2 separate regions of the Rattus norvegicus genome follow, and region 2 is linked to region 1. Evidence: chromatin contacts called from public Hi-C data. All regions are on one chromosome and are shown on one strand. The core of a region is the stretch at or near the end of the contact, and the rest is flanking DNA. Distances in the headings are between cores, read along the strand shown.

Region 1 (6,933 bases), core at 3,248-5,747:
GCGCTGAATATGTCGTCATTAGTCCGTTATATGCGTGTGGCCCATGCTGTTTAACTATTTACCTTCTGAGAGACATTTGAGTTGTTTCCAGTTTGGGCTTCTGTTGTTGTATAATTATATTAAATGGCTTTCTTTTACCCCCTCTAGATCCAGTACCACAGTGCCACAAGATACCTGGTAGATATCTTACCAGAAACACACATCCCAACTCCATGGAGGCCTAGTGTCCCAGCCGCCACACATTCTCTTAAACTTAATTCGCCACATGAAAGAACACACAACACAATAACCTCTGATCCAATTGATATAATTGCAAGACTTTTTTTATTAATTAATTATATAAGTACACTGTAGCTGTCAGACACACTAGAAGAGGGCATCAGATCTCATTACAGATGGTTGTGAGCCACCATGTGGTTGCTGGGAATTGAACTCAGGACCTCTGGAAGAGCAGTCAGTGCTCTTAACCACTGAGCCATTTCTCCAGCCCCAGAGTGGAATCTTAACGTCAGCCTCCATGTTCTCTCCGAGGCTTCTCTTGTAGTCTCTTCCAGTCTCCTTCCGTCCCAGTCTCCTCCTCTTCCCTCTGCCCATCCTTCCTTCTCATCCAATGACAGGCCTCATTCTATCTTTACCTGCCTTGACCTGTATGACAATCCTACAGGCTTCCATGACTCAAACTGCAACGAATATTCCAGTAGATATTTTTCTGTTATCATAACCCTTCACATCCCTGAAACAATGCCTAAGACAATATTGGCAGGACTGCCATGTAAGTGTCCACACCGGTCTGGAATTTTACATTTCTCCAGCTTTGTATGAGTGAGCACTTTTCTATGCATCCTTGCCAGCCTTTAGCGCTGCTGCTGTTTTCATCTGGCTGTTCTCCTACATGTGTTGGGGCAGCACATTTCTCTGGTTTTCTTTCTTCTAATGGCCAATTGTGTCAAAGGATTTTAATCTAGCAGCATGGCTACTCTGACTGGAATACAGACACCCCCTCAGCACACACCTTTAAGACCAATCAGTGAGGGTAAAGTTAGTTTGTAGAAGGAAGCACCCTGGTTTGAAAGTGATGTCTAATTGAGTGGGCAGACAAAGTGATGAATCAGAGAAAGATTTGACAGAATAGGTTACCCCCAACTCTCATGAGAAGAGAGAGGAAAGGGAAGCTACTTAAGAGAGCAGTGCAGAGAGAGGAAGCAGTTTTACCAGGACAGTTATGCAGAGACAGGTTATGGAGAGAGAATGAGCTAGACACAGGTGAAGACAGAATGAGCCAGAGGGTAGAACATATTGCCAAAGTTAGTGTGAGGCTAAGTAGAGAAAGTCATTAAGAATCTGAGAGAAACCAGATTGAGTCAGCTTGGAGAAGAGTTTTGATCCAGAGTAGCTGAGTTGAACCAGCCACAGATCAGAAAGAACTAGAAAGGGTGAGCCTGTTCAGCGGTAAGTCTCAGAGGCAGAAAACATTCTAGGCCTACATTAGATTGTACAGAGACCAGAAGCTTCCAGGACTAGGCCTAAGTTAGCAGACTGAGGCAGTAAGCCTCACAGGCGAAAATTACCTCAGACAAATAAGTTACAGTTTACAGGAAGGGGAGAAGCAACTCCTGTAACTTGGCCTCTGACCTCCTCTGCAGGCTGTGGCAAATGTGGCGGATTCGTGCCCCCCCCCCCCATCAGTAAACAAATGTAATTTAAAAGAGCACATTCTAGGTCCCAAAGGATATCCAAACAAATAAAATCAAATCAAAAGAATTCCCTGAAGCTCACCAGACTGCAGGGGATGGCGGCAGACAGGCATAGCGAGAGAAACCACAGCAGCTAGAGAAGCTGTGGAGACTAAACGTAAAGAGACACAACTGGAAGTGATGGGGGTGTTACAGCAAACCCCAAGGAAGGCCACAGTTTGAAAATTTATACTTCAAAAATTTGGAAAACTCAAAATGGACAAATTCCTTGATGTTCCTGACCTGCCAAAATTAAAGATGGGGGGTAGGGGGAGTCTAAACGATTTAAGCAGATCTAAAGCAACAAGGTCATAGCAGTAACCTTTAGCAAAGAAAAGCTCATCCCTACATAGATTTTCCACCAGCTTCTTGCAGGAGAGGTCATGCCAATGTGCCTTAGACTAGTCAATAAAATACAGAACGAGAAGGAACACTGTCAGACCCTACAGGAGCATTACCTCGATGACAAAATGGCTAAGGACAAAACAACAAAAACTAGAGAAAAGAATCTCGATACACATAGACACAACTCGGTGTTTTCAAGAAGACACCGGCAAATTCAGTAACGTTTTAAGTCATACCCCATGACCAGCCTGGCATCATGCCATAGATACAGGGATGGTTTAAATTAATACATGTAATACCGTATAAAGGCAATGGGGTAGAAATCACATAACCATGTCAATAGGTGCAGAAATCCTTTCATGATTTGGAGGAACTAGGAACAGAGGGAGCATACCCCAACATAGTAAAGACTAGTAAACCTAGAGCTAACGTTACACTAAACAGAGAAAATCTGAAAGCATTTCCCAGAAATAAGGTGTGGGGTTGGGGGGAGGTGGGGGTGGGGAGATAGCGCCTTGGTGAACATATTTGCTGTACAAATATGAGGACCGGAGTTCAAATTCCTAGAGCCCAAGTAAATGGCGGTGAGCTCCGTGGCCTGCCTCTAATTCCAGCCTTGGAAGGTAGGCAGGGAATCCTCAGAGCAAGCTGGCCAGAGGGCCATATCACTGAGCTCGGGGTTGAGTGAGAGAGTCTGACTCCATGAACAAGGTAGGAGAGTAGTCAGGGATGACTCCCAACATCAGCTTCACACACTGTGACCTTCACAGGCAACCTCTGTGCTCTCGCACTCGCGCGCACACACATACAACACACGTATGCACGGGTGGCTCCTCCACCAAAAATATACACAACGCATGCACACAAAAAATGGAAAAGAGATTTTTAAAATGAAAGTACAAACGACCAACAAATATTTGGGGGAAAAATGCTCGCTACCCACAGCTTTCAGAGAAATGCAAATTCAAACTGTGTTGAGAGTGCCTCTGTTCAGTTTTCTTTACTGTCACTGTGATAAAATAACCTGCAGTTCCAGAGGGCACCCATCCACCCGTGATGGATAAGGCGGGGCGGCAGGAACAGGCGCTATCACACTGCCTCATGGCTCGGAAGCAGGGAGATCTGGAAGTGGGACCAGGCTGTGAAACCTGTGCCCAAGGACATACTTCTGCTGGAAGGCTCTACCTCCTAAAGGTTCCGTCCGCAACCTTTGCAAACAGCGCCACCCGCTGGAGGCAGAGCACATGAGGAGGTCAGAGGCTGGGACCAAAGATGACTTGGAGTTTCTAGTTTGGACGTTAGGATGAAGGGACCCGTGACTGGGTGCTCGCTATTACAACTATGGGGAGAGATGTAGGGGCAAGGCGGGAATCCTATTTTGTACAAACTGACATGGAGGTGCCCAAGGAATTTTCATGCCTAGTTGCTCAGTGGTGGATCTTATAAGAGGAGAGCCTGGGTGGGTAAGACAGGTCGTCGGGTGAAAAAGGACACCTGAACGATAGCGTGAAGCAGACATTAGGCAACAAGGGGACAAGTTAGACCAAACTCCCAACTTCTAGAGCCACAGTGCACACTCTTTAGTGTTAAACAGCCTGCTAGGCAGCCAGGAGGAGTCCCCACTGTAAAATTAGCTTAGTAATAGTCTCTGCTTCCCAGGTAAAGTCACTCGCAGGGCAAGCCTGTCCCCCGAAGTTCCACCCCCAGAATTCACGTAGAGGGAGAAGGGGCAACTGATTGCATAAAGTTGTCTTCTGACCTCCATAGTTTGCAGTGGTGCGCACCCACGCCCTTCCCATAATAACAAATTAAATTAAAAATTTTAATTTAAAAAACGTGCTTGCTATTTGTTAAGCTTCAAACCCTGGGACAAATGGAGGAGGTGTCTGTTTAACAAATCTTAGTTTCGTTAAAGGGTACGCGGATAAAGGGGCACCCAGGAACGTGAAAAGGCAGTTTGTTTAGGCAGAGCCCTAAGACTTGGAGGCAAACGACATTAAATCGTGGTAACAGAAGGTAAGACTAGGTTTGTAAAGCGTCTGTCTTTCAGTAGCAATCTCGTCAAAGGTATTCCTATGGAATGGAATAAGCAAAGCTATAAACATTAGAGCAACAACAAAGATACATCTTTTCCTCTCTGTGTTCTGTCCGTCCCGTACTGGTTCTTTCTGATTAATTCCAACCATCTGGGGATACAGGTTCCTTTCACTTTGTCCCATGCGTGCCTTGCACATCATTTCTACAGACCTGATTATTGGAGTGAACTGAGGAGGGAGTCAAGGAGTGAAGGGACTGGGGGTACTAAGTCCAGACACAGAATCAAAGGAATTTTAAAGGCTGCAATCCCCGTTGCCGCCACAAGGTGGGGCCAGCTTCCTATTCTGGGACCTGGAGTCACGACCCGGAAGTACCTTTTCACCTATCCACAGCAGAGATGGCGGCGGCGGCTGTATCCCGGACGTTGTTGCCGGTGGCCGGACGGCGCCTGTGGGGATTTACGCGAAGGCTTCCGCTCCGCGCCGCCGCTGCTCAGGTGAGCCTCGCTTCGTCGCGCCCCAGAGGCTCCCGGTGCGCTCTGGACCGGGCCTCCGGATCCCCTGCCCCGGGGCGCAGGCGACCGGGCCGCAGAGGGGGCGGGGCGGCTGCTCCCTCCCCACCCCGGTGTGTGTTAGTAAGTTATTACCAATGTTACTGTATGTCGGGCTGTTCTCACCCAAGAAAAGGAAACCAGGACAAGCGCTTCAATTTGAAGTTGGGTTTGCTTTTGTTTTTGATATTTTGAGACATATTTGTTACTCAGAGTTTCTCTGGGCAACATCTCTGGCCGTCCTGGAACTTGCGGCATACATCAGGCTGGCCTCAAACTCAGATCCGCCTTCCCCTACACAACAGGGCAGAGTCATGTCCTGTTACATTGATTGGTCAGGGAGCAGGAAGCCTTTGGGTTACAGAAGCAGGACAGTGCAGGTTAGTAAAAGTTTCTTTTTTTTTTTTTTTAAGAATTATTTATTTATTTTATATATATGAGTACACTATAGCTTTCTTCAGACACACCAGAAGAGGACATCAGATCCCATTACAGATGGTTGTGAGCCACCATGTGGTTGCTGGGAATTGAACTCAGGACCTTTGGAAGAGCAGTCAGTGCTCTTAACCACTGAGCCATCTCTCCAGCCCTAGTAAAAGTTTCTTAAGTATCGGTTTCTATGGCTGTGATGAAACACCATGACCATGGCATCTCTTATAAAGGAAAACACATTAATTGGGTCTGGCTTACAGTTCAGAGGTTTAGTCCGTGATCATCATGGAAGGAAGCCATCATGGCAGCACATAGGCAGGCTTGGCAGAGAAGGAACCAAGAGTTCTACATCAGGGTTGGCAAGAGATAGACAGAGACAGACAGACAGTGGGCCTGGCTTGAGCATTTTAAACCCCATAACCCACCCCAGTGACGCACTTCCTCCAACCTTCTAGTAGTCCCTCTCCCTGATGACCAAGTATTCAAATCTATGAGCATTTCTATTCACACCACCACAGTACTGTACAGGCCTAGTGGTTAGGTCAGTCTCAGGGTTAGCAAATATGGTTTTCTCATTCCAACATGAAAACGCTGCTGAATGGTGAAGCGTCTGTAGTCAAACCAGTTGGCCAAAGAGGACGTGAGGCACCTGCCATGTTTCCGTCTGTCTCTGCCCACACATGTCCTTTGTGAACAGTAGCATCTTGTTTCATATGTACAGTCAGTTTTATATTTTTATTTCAGTTCCTTTTTTTCTCAGTGATTATGAAACATTTGTTGAGAGAGGCGCTTGAATCAGGTGTGTCTGTGTGGGGTAATGTAGTAACTGCTCCTGTTCCCAGAGAGAAGGGCATGTTCCTGGGGTGTTGCTGTTTGGGAGAACAGTTGGTTAAGTAGGTGTCTTAGGAGGCTTTGACTGCTGTGAACAGACACCATGACCGAGGCAAGTCAACTAAAGGACAACATTTCATTGGGGCTGGCTTACAGGTTCAGAGATTCAGTCCATTATCATCAAGGCAGGAGCATGGCAGCGTCCAGGCAGTCACAGTGCAGGAGGAGCTGAGAACTCTGCATCTTCATCTGAAGGCTGCTAGAAGACTGGCTTCCAGGCAGCTAGGATGAGGATCTTAAAGCCCACACCCACAGTGACACACCTACTCCAACAGGGCCACACCTTCTAATCCTGCCACTCCCTGGGCCAAGCACATACAAACCATCACACTAGGCTAGCGCTAGAGCCCAGTGGAACCAAAGTTGAGGAAAGAATTTAGTTTTGTCCAGAACTGGGTCCTCATTCTGCATGCTTTCTGCCAATGGTACACACACACACACACACACACACACACACACACACACACACACACACTCACACACTCACACACACTCACACACTGATTACATGCCTCCCCTCCCCCCAGTCTAGGAAAGTGTGTTTTGGGTGAGTCTCTTTGAGGGTTTTTGCTTTTTGGATTGACAGTGATGCCAGCATAGTAATGTTTGCTCTCCTTTCCTTCTACACCCATCAGCCATTGTACTTTGGAGGGGACCGACTCAGAAGTACACAGGCTGCTCCACAAGTTGTTCTGAATGTTCCTGAGACACAAGTCACTTGTTTGGAAAATGGACTCAGGGTAGCTTCTGAAAACTCTGGGATCTCAACATGCACCGTAAGTGACTGCTACAGCCTTTACTTGGTACCTCAGCTGGGAGGGAGCAGACGCACTGCAGCTCTCTGGTTGGCTGGTGGTTTGTTGATTACTTTGCCTGGCAAGGCTCTCGGAGCTCGAGCCTTCCTCTCCAGTTCTACTTTTGTGCCGGTCCCGTGAGCCCCTCTCA
Region 2 (6,933 bases), core at 3,028-5,527, 84 kb before region 1:
GAATCTTGTGCTTTAGTACCTCTGTGCCGAGTTCACTACACACGCAGTGTGACAGCACACATTTCCCAACTGATGTGAACATTTTATATAAAAATACTACATTCTGACGACTGCTTGCATTGGCTCTTCCCCTCTCAATCAAGTCACAAGGTAAGTGGGTGAGGTGGTGTCCGGACAGGAGCAATGCATCATGGGATGCTCTTCAGCTGTCTACTGTGCTGGTCTGTATCAGAGTGATATCTTAAGTTTTCTCCCTCGGATTTCTAAAGTGCTTGAAAAAAAGAATTATTCTCTGCCTTCGGAGGTAGGTTAACTTGTCCTCTTGTGCATGGCAATATTGGGTCCACACGTAAGTTACATATTGTGGGGTAATCAGGTCCACGAAGGGATGGACGAAATTCTGATGAGAGGCCAAGGTGGCATGCATCACCCATGCAAATGCATCAAATTACTGAGTATTCCCTATACAATGTTTGACATAGAGAAAACGTGCTGTGTTTTGTACCATTGGTCTAGAAGACTGAATGCCCTAATACCCCAGCAGCTCACTTCCTCGAGGCTCATAACAAACCTGTGAGTGCAGAGGCATGCTGGGACAAAGACTCTGTTCAGCAGATCCCACAGTCTTAAAAAGACAACAACCAGGTATTTCACAATGGCTTACTAAAGGTACAATTGTGCTTATAGGTCATTTAATATAAAAATATATATACCACCTCCAAGTCATGTAAAACATACTTATAAATCGTACTGACATATCTGGGGTTGGAGCTGAGAGCAGGAAAGAGAATGTGTATAGAGGAAGTAGAAAAGGAAATAATTCCGGTGCGTGCTGTATTCACATTCAGGCTCTACGCTCTCCTCTGGGAGATACCTTAGTTACAGCTGTGCTTGGCAGAAAGTCTGCCTTTGAAATTAAACCCTTGCTCTAAGTCTCAAACCCACTCTTCCCTTCCCTGCCGATCGGCCTCAACCTGGGAAGTGCAGCTGTGTAGATGATGCCCTCTTAGAAATGTAAGTACTCTGTGCTCATGGCTGCACAAAAAATGTGAATGCCTGGGGCCAAAGAGCTGCTTTTCACCATAGTTAAAACGACAATTTTATGCAATGTATATCTGACCACAATAAAAAAATCTATTTTAAAAAACAATAAATTTAGTCCTAACACCTATGTTCTTATACTTAACAAAATAAAATCACTTAACATTTGGCATGTAAGCTAATGTTTCCTCATCTCACTTGTGGCTCCAGTTGGCCTTGAACTTGTCACCTGCCTGCTTTATCCTTTGGAGCGCTAGGCTGCAGATGTGCATCACCATGACCAGCAGTTAGTCACCGTGAGGAGGGCAAGCTTATCATGTGACTATAAGAGTGTGTGTGTGTGTGGTGTGTGTGTGGGAGGTGTGGGGGTGTGTGTGTGTGGTGTGGGGGGGTTGTGGTGTGTGTGTGGGGGTGTGGTGTGTGTGTGTGTGTGTGTGTCTGTGTGTGATCTCGGTAGGTAAAGCTTGACTGACCATTATAGAAAGCCCTGAATAGAAAAAGAAATAGAACTGTAATGTCAGTTTTTCACAACCTCAGAAATTTTACTGCCACTAAAATAGAGTGTTCTGATAAAAAATAAGATTTTGCAATGTCTGTATCATTGGTATGATTTTTTTAAAGTCCATATTGGACAGTTTCTTAAATAGCCCATCCCTAGACTCCCACAGTTTATGTAAGCAAATCTTATCAATTGGCAAGTTATGATACAGAACAAAACACACACTTGCAGAAATTGTTTCCTCGTGGAAAGTGTCGTAATATTTGTTACTTTCTTAGTCTTTTCATGCTTCCACTGATAATTCCGACTTTCATGTTTCCTCAAAGGCTTTATCATCGGTATTCAAGTATCGTGACTCTCCGTGCTTCAGGATGAAGAAGTCTTCACTCTTGAGTCCATATCTCTCTAGAGCTTCATTCAGTTTCACCGGCGGCTCTAAGTAATGCTGGCAGAGATGGGAAGAAAAGGAAAAGTTAGCATCCAGATACCTGACAGCTACTCCAAACAAGCACTCACACTAAACACACTAAAAGTTGCCACATAAAACAATCCCCTTAAGTGAACCATTAGCAAACCAGACAAACACGTCTCCTCACCCAAGTGAAGCCACTTATGAAGTCACTAAAACTGTCGAGTGCTAGACAGAAATAAGTCCATCCAAATGTCCGTGTGTACACATGTGCCTGCCACCTTGCACCAGTGACATTAGAATACACAAAATCTGTTCCCGATCTCATGATATGATTTCACTGTAGCTGGAATCAGTACCGGGGAATCAAGCTAGGGACCGGATGTGAGCATTGAGCATGTGGGACGCTGTACATCTGCGTTTGTGTGGACAAGCACTGATTTTTGGATGAAGACAGGTGTTACCCACAAAGCCCCCCATGAACAAACCATGTCAGGATGAAGGTGGCCCTCGAGAACAGACCCTGCAGTGCAGTCTCCTGACTGCCTGCATTTCCACAGTGATTTTAGCACCACGAAACATGGCACAAAGAATGCTTCAGAAGGTTTTTTTGCACACTTGAATATTTTCTTCAAAAGTTCAAGGTGTCTTGGCAAAATGTCCTGGCAGGTAAAGATCCCAGATGTCCCCCTCCTGGGCCCAGTGAGATCCCCAGACCACGTGGTATATGCATAGAACTGACCCCCTCTGACCTCTACATTCATACTATGGCACGTGCTCCGTACAAACACACAGTGTAAATTATTTTGAAAGTACTTAAATGTAGAATAAAATTGTTATTATAAAGAAATTTAAAGTATGAAGGTAAACAGTTCCACCCATGAAGGGATGGAGAGATGGCTCGACGGTTAAGAGCACTGGCTGCTCTTCTACAGGACCCAGGCTCAATTCTTACCGCCCCATGGTGGCTCACTGCGCTTTGTAACTACAGTCCCAGTGAGTCCAACGCCCTCCTCTGGCCCTCTTGGGCACCAGGCACACGTGGTACACAGACATACATGCAGGCAAAACATTCATGCACATGAAAAAAAAAAAAAAACAGAAAACTATAGAGAATCGTAATGTGGTAAAAAGAACAAACTAAGAAGAAATGTATAACTACACTGCCAGAGGTACAAGCACACTAATAATTAACTAATTTGTGTAAATTCTTAAGAGAATTTCATACATGTGTACAGTCCACTTCAATAACATCCACTCCTTATCCCCTCCCTCACCTCTCCCAGGCCCCATTCCAACTTCACTCCTTTTTTGAAGTTATTTCCCTTCTGACCTAAATCTCTATGCTATACAATAGTTTGTTTCTAATTCATTTGAAGTTTCTTTTTTTCCTACCTAATTAGAAAGGGCTGTAGCATTTAAAAAACAAGTCAAAGTCTCTGAACCAATCACCAGTGGGGAATGCGTCCCCCACTTCTATGAGGACTACCTTCTAGGCACCTACAGAGTGTGCCAGCTAGTGAGCCAGACAAAAGTCTTTACCTTCTCTAATAGAGACAGACACAAAGGGAAATAAAGTATCTGAGGGGTTACTCTGTTCTGGGGTGGGGGGAGGGGAGGTGTGCTGTATATGAAGTCTACTTTAAAGACAATCTCAGGGGCCCTTCCAAGAAAGTCCCCCTAAGTGTAAACCAAATATCCTGGGCTGCTCAGGGCACGGCGGGCAAGCATCAGGCTGAGGTTTTCACCCAAACATGAGGCTCCCAGGTCACGCCATGTCATGATTTGATTCAAATTGCAAAGGTCACTGTCTCTATAGAGATGAGCAGACTTTACACGGCAATGTGTGGAATGAAGGCCAAGTTGTCTATGAGGGTCGGGAGGGAGGTGGTTCTGGCTACATGAGGAGACAGCTTATATGTAAATACGGTGGGGCCTTGGCTGGGAGGAGGATCTGATCTAGAAAGGTGAATGAAGCAAGACAGTAGGAAGATTAAGACCTGAGAAAAGGGACGGGCTCTTTCACCAATCCCCAGTAGACATTCCCCAGTGGCTGAGAGTCCAAACTTTAGACACAACTAATAAATCCCCAGTAAAGACTGCCTGCACAGCAATTACACTAGCATCCCAGACAGGAATAAAACAGCCAGTGAACCAAGGTTAAAGCCAGAAGTATGCCTTCAATCTTTATAACCTTCTAATGCCTCCATCTACTGGGCCATCTGTCCAGCCCCAAGCATATCTTCCTGAACGCCTGTGCTTGAAATCTGCCCTTGGTGTTTATGCTTCTTAATACTGAGTCACCCTGACGCTGGCTTAACCTGCAATTCTTTTCTGTGGCTTACAGTCCCAGCTACATGAGTCAAGGTCTCTAGAAACAACTCCTCAGACTGCCCAGCCACGAGTGCTGGGCTGCTACTCCTCATTGCAGGACTGGATCAGGCCTGCTGCCTGCAACACTCCATCCTCACCGGGAGAGATGAGATAACCAACAAAATATAAAAGCCAGGAAACTTTTCTTGGGGCTTAACATGTAATGTGGGTATTTTCCTCCCTGTTTATTGCCCATCTGGGGCTACGTTTAGAGGGTCACTGACAGCATTCAACTAACTACTAAATAACTTGGCGTTCCGGCCTATTTGATCACACTATGAATCCCAAGATTGTGGACTGTGTTATTTACTGAAAAAGCCTTTCTAGTTGTGGTGTGGCCCAGCCTTAGCACACACCTCTAATCCCCCTGGCTGAAATACAGACACCCCCTCAGCACACACCTTTAATCCCAATGAAGGTAAAGTTAGTCTGTAGAAGGAAGCACCTGGTTTGAAAGTGATGTCTAATTGAATGGCAGACAAAGTGACGAGTCAGAGAAAGATTTGACAGAATAGGCTATGCCCAATTCTCAGAAGAGAGACGAAAGGGAACTACTTAACAGAGTAGTGCAGAGAGAGAAAAAGGAGAAAAGAGGCAGTTTCACCAGGACAGTTACACAGAGACAGGTTATGGAGAGAACAAGCTAAACGCAGGAGAAGACAGGAGGAGCCAGAGGATGAGAAGGTTGGAACAGACTGCTGGAGTTAGTTTGAGGCCAAGCAGAGCAATTTAGGAGAGAAGAGAGAGAAGTCAGATTGAATCAGTCAGCTTGGAGAGGAATTTTGAGCAAAAACAGCTGAGTTGAATCACCCAGCCAGAGCTCAGAAAGAACTAGAAAGGGTGAGTTTATTCAGCAGCAAGTCTCAGAGGCTGAAAACATTCTAGGCCGTAAGCTTGTACGGAGACTAGAAGCTTCCAGGACTAGGCCTGGGTTAGCAGACAGAGGCAGAAAGCCTCAGAGATGACAATTACATCCGGTGAATAAAAGATACTTTTACAACTCAGGTTTTAACTAAGCTTTACTTATACTGTACTCTTAGAGATAATTCATTACAGTGCTTAAATACTGAACAGTGAAGTGATTCTTGACGTCTGAAGTTTAGATCCTCGCCTTGTCTCTCCGTCTCGGCGAAGAAGCCCTCCTGACAGTCCGTCACTCAGGCTAGGTTACTGACAGGATACACATGGGATGTCCACACACACAGCACACGGAAATGGCAGAAGAAACTGCTGTCACACGGCAGCATACACGTGCAGCAGCCTGTCCCTTGCCAAAGGCACACGTCCCTCGGGTGGGCGAGCCTTCCCCCAGCTCTGCAGTTTTTACTTATTGCTCCACTCCACCTCCAGCAGCGCAGCTAAAGACCCTGCGTTATGCAGGTTATTTCACCATGAAAACACTTTAACTAGGGGCTAGGGAAATAAGCAGGGAGCGTATTTGGTAACCCTGGAACAAACCATATCTTAGGAGGGGACCAGGCCAGAAAGAAGGCAGGGTGAGAAGGCTAAAAGCAGCGAGAAAGCACTGTGTCTGTGCAGAGGGGTCCTGGGAGGAAGGAGGGGCAGGCGACACAGAGCCTAGGGGACATTGACTTCTAACACTTTTAAACTTGGCCTAGTCTCAGATCCAGGAACAAAGAGACATTTCTCTAGACTAGCCTGATCCCAGAACCCAGGCTGGCAGCAGATCTCTGGGGATCCGCTGAGGAAGAGTCAGTTCTTCTGGGGTAGTTTAGGAACAAACCACGTTCACCCCAATGTCAGAGATGACAAGCACTTAATCAGTTAACTGATAGGCAAGATGCTTCTGTTCCAGCTCTCCCCTCTGGCTGCCCTCCACCACCCCCTCCCCTGCTAAACAGCTAACTCCTTACTTCCTAGCGTGTGCTGCCCCTTGTGCTCTGCCCTTTCCTCCGCTGGAAAGATGCCTTCCTTCTTGCCTGTGGCCACGGTAAAATAAGCCACTACCCAAAGACTATACATGGACTGACCCTGGGCTCCAACCTCATAGGTAGCAATGGATAACCTAGTAAGAGCACCAGTGGAAGGAAGACCTTGGTCCTGCCAAGACTGAACCCCCAGTGAATGGGATTGTTGGAGGGAGGGCGGTAATGGGGGTAGGATGGAGAGGGGAACAACCATATAGAAGGGGAGGGGGAGGGGCTAGGGGGATGTTGACCCGGAAACTGGGAAAGGGAATAACAATCGAAATGTAAATAAGAAATACCCAAGTTAATAAAGATGGAGAAAAAAAAATTTCCATCTTCCATGAAGCAATTCCAGATCCCTCCCTGTGTTTGAGACCAGTCATTTATCTGTCCTACATTACAGCCCTTCTGCCTTCAAGTAAACAGGCCATGTCCGTGTGTTCAGATCCACAAGCGTCTGGAGAGTGGGATGTGACGGTTCTGTTCTGCCCCACAGAGATAACTGGAGAAGCACACACTTTGTTACCTGGAAAGTCAATCTAAGCAACAGCACGCCACGCAGGCTTTATTCATACTGTTTCGAGCCTTATTTTACTAATAATTACACGTCCACCCTCCGGTTCATGTGGTGATCATTATACCTGTATGGAGTTTGATTCCACAGTGTTGTCTCTGGAAGCCGG

Evidence for each region. A called contact is a pair of places that touch in the nucleus more often than the background predicts.
Region 2: a Hi-C map of the A7r5 cell line shows a contact between it and region 1, with 5 times the contacts expected there. The contact joins the enhancer-like site here to the promoter of Pmpcb in region 1. A contact is called at or near these places in 11 of 12 Hi-C or Micro-C datasets (the A7r5 cell line, the Rat2 cell line, Schwann cells and 6 more).

Annotation. Positions count from the first base shown.
Region 1 is chr4:14,200,148-14,207,080 of GRCr8, reverse strand. It overlaps Pmpcb (peptidase, mitochondrial processing subunit beta), which reads left to right and starts at 4,497. Exons shown (of 13, transcript NM_022395.2): 1 at 4,497-4,611; 2 at 6,624-6,764. The coding sequence starts at 4,513.
Region 2 is chr4:14,283,530-14,290,462 of GRCr8, reverse strand. It overlaps Napepld (N-acyl phosphatidylethanolamine phospholipase D), which reads right to left. Exons shown (of 5, transcript NM_199381.2): 5 at 1-1,985. The coding sequence ends at 1,851. Among named protein-coding and RNA genes, the nearest start is that of Armc10, 20 kb to the left of the region's middle. Within about 2 kb of position 4,277, at least 6 of the 93 cell types and tissues checked have an H3K27ac peak or open chromatin away from gene starts, as enhancers often do. A contact at or near this core is called in the A7r5 cell line, where this site is marked.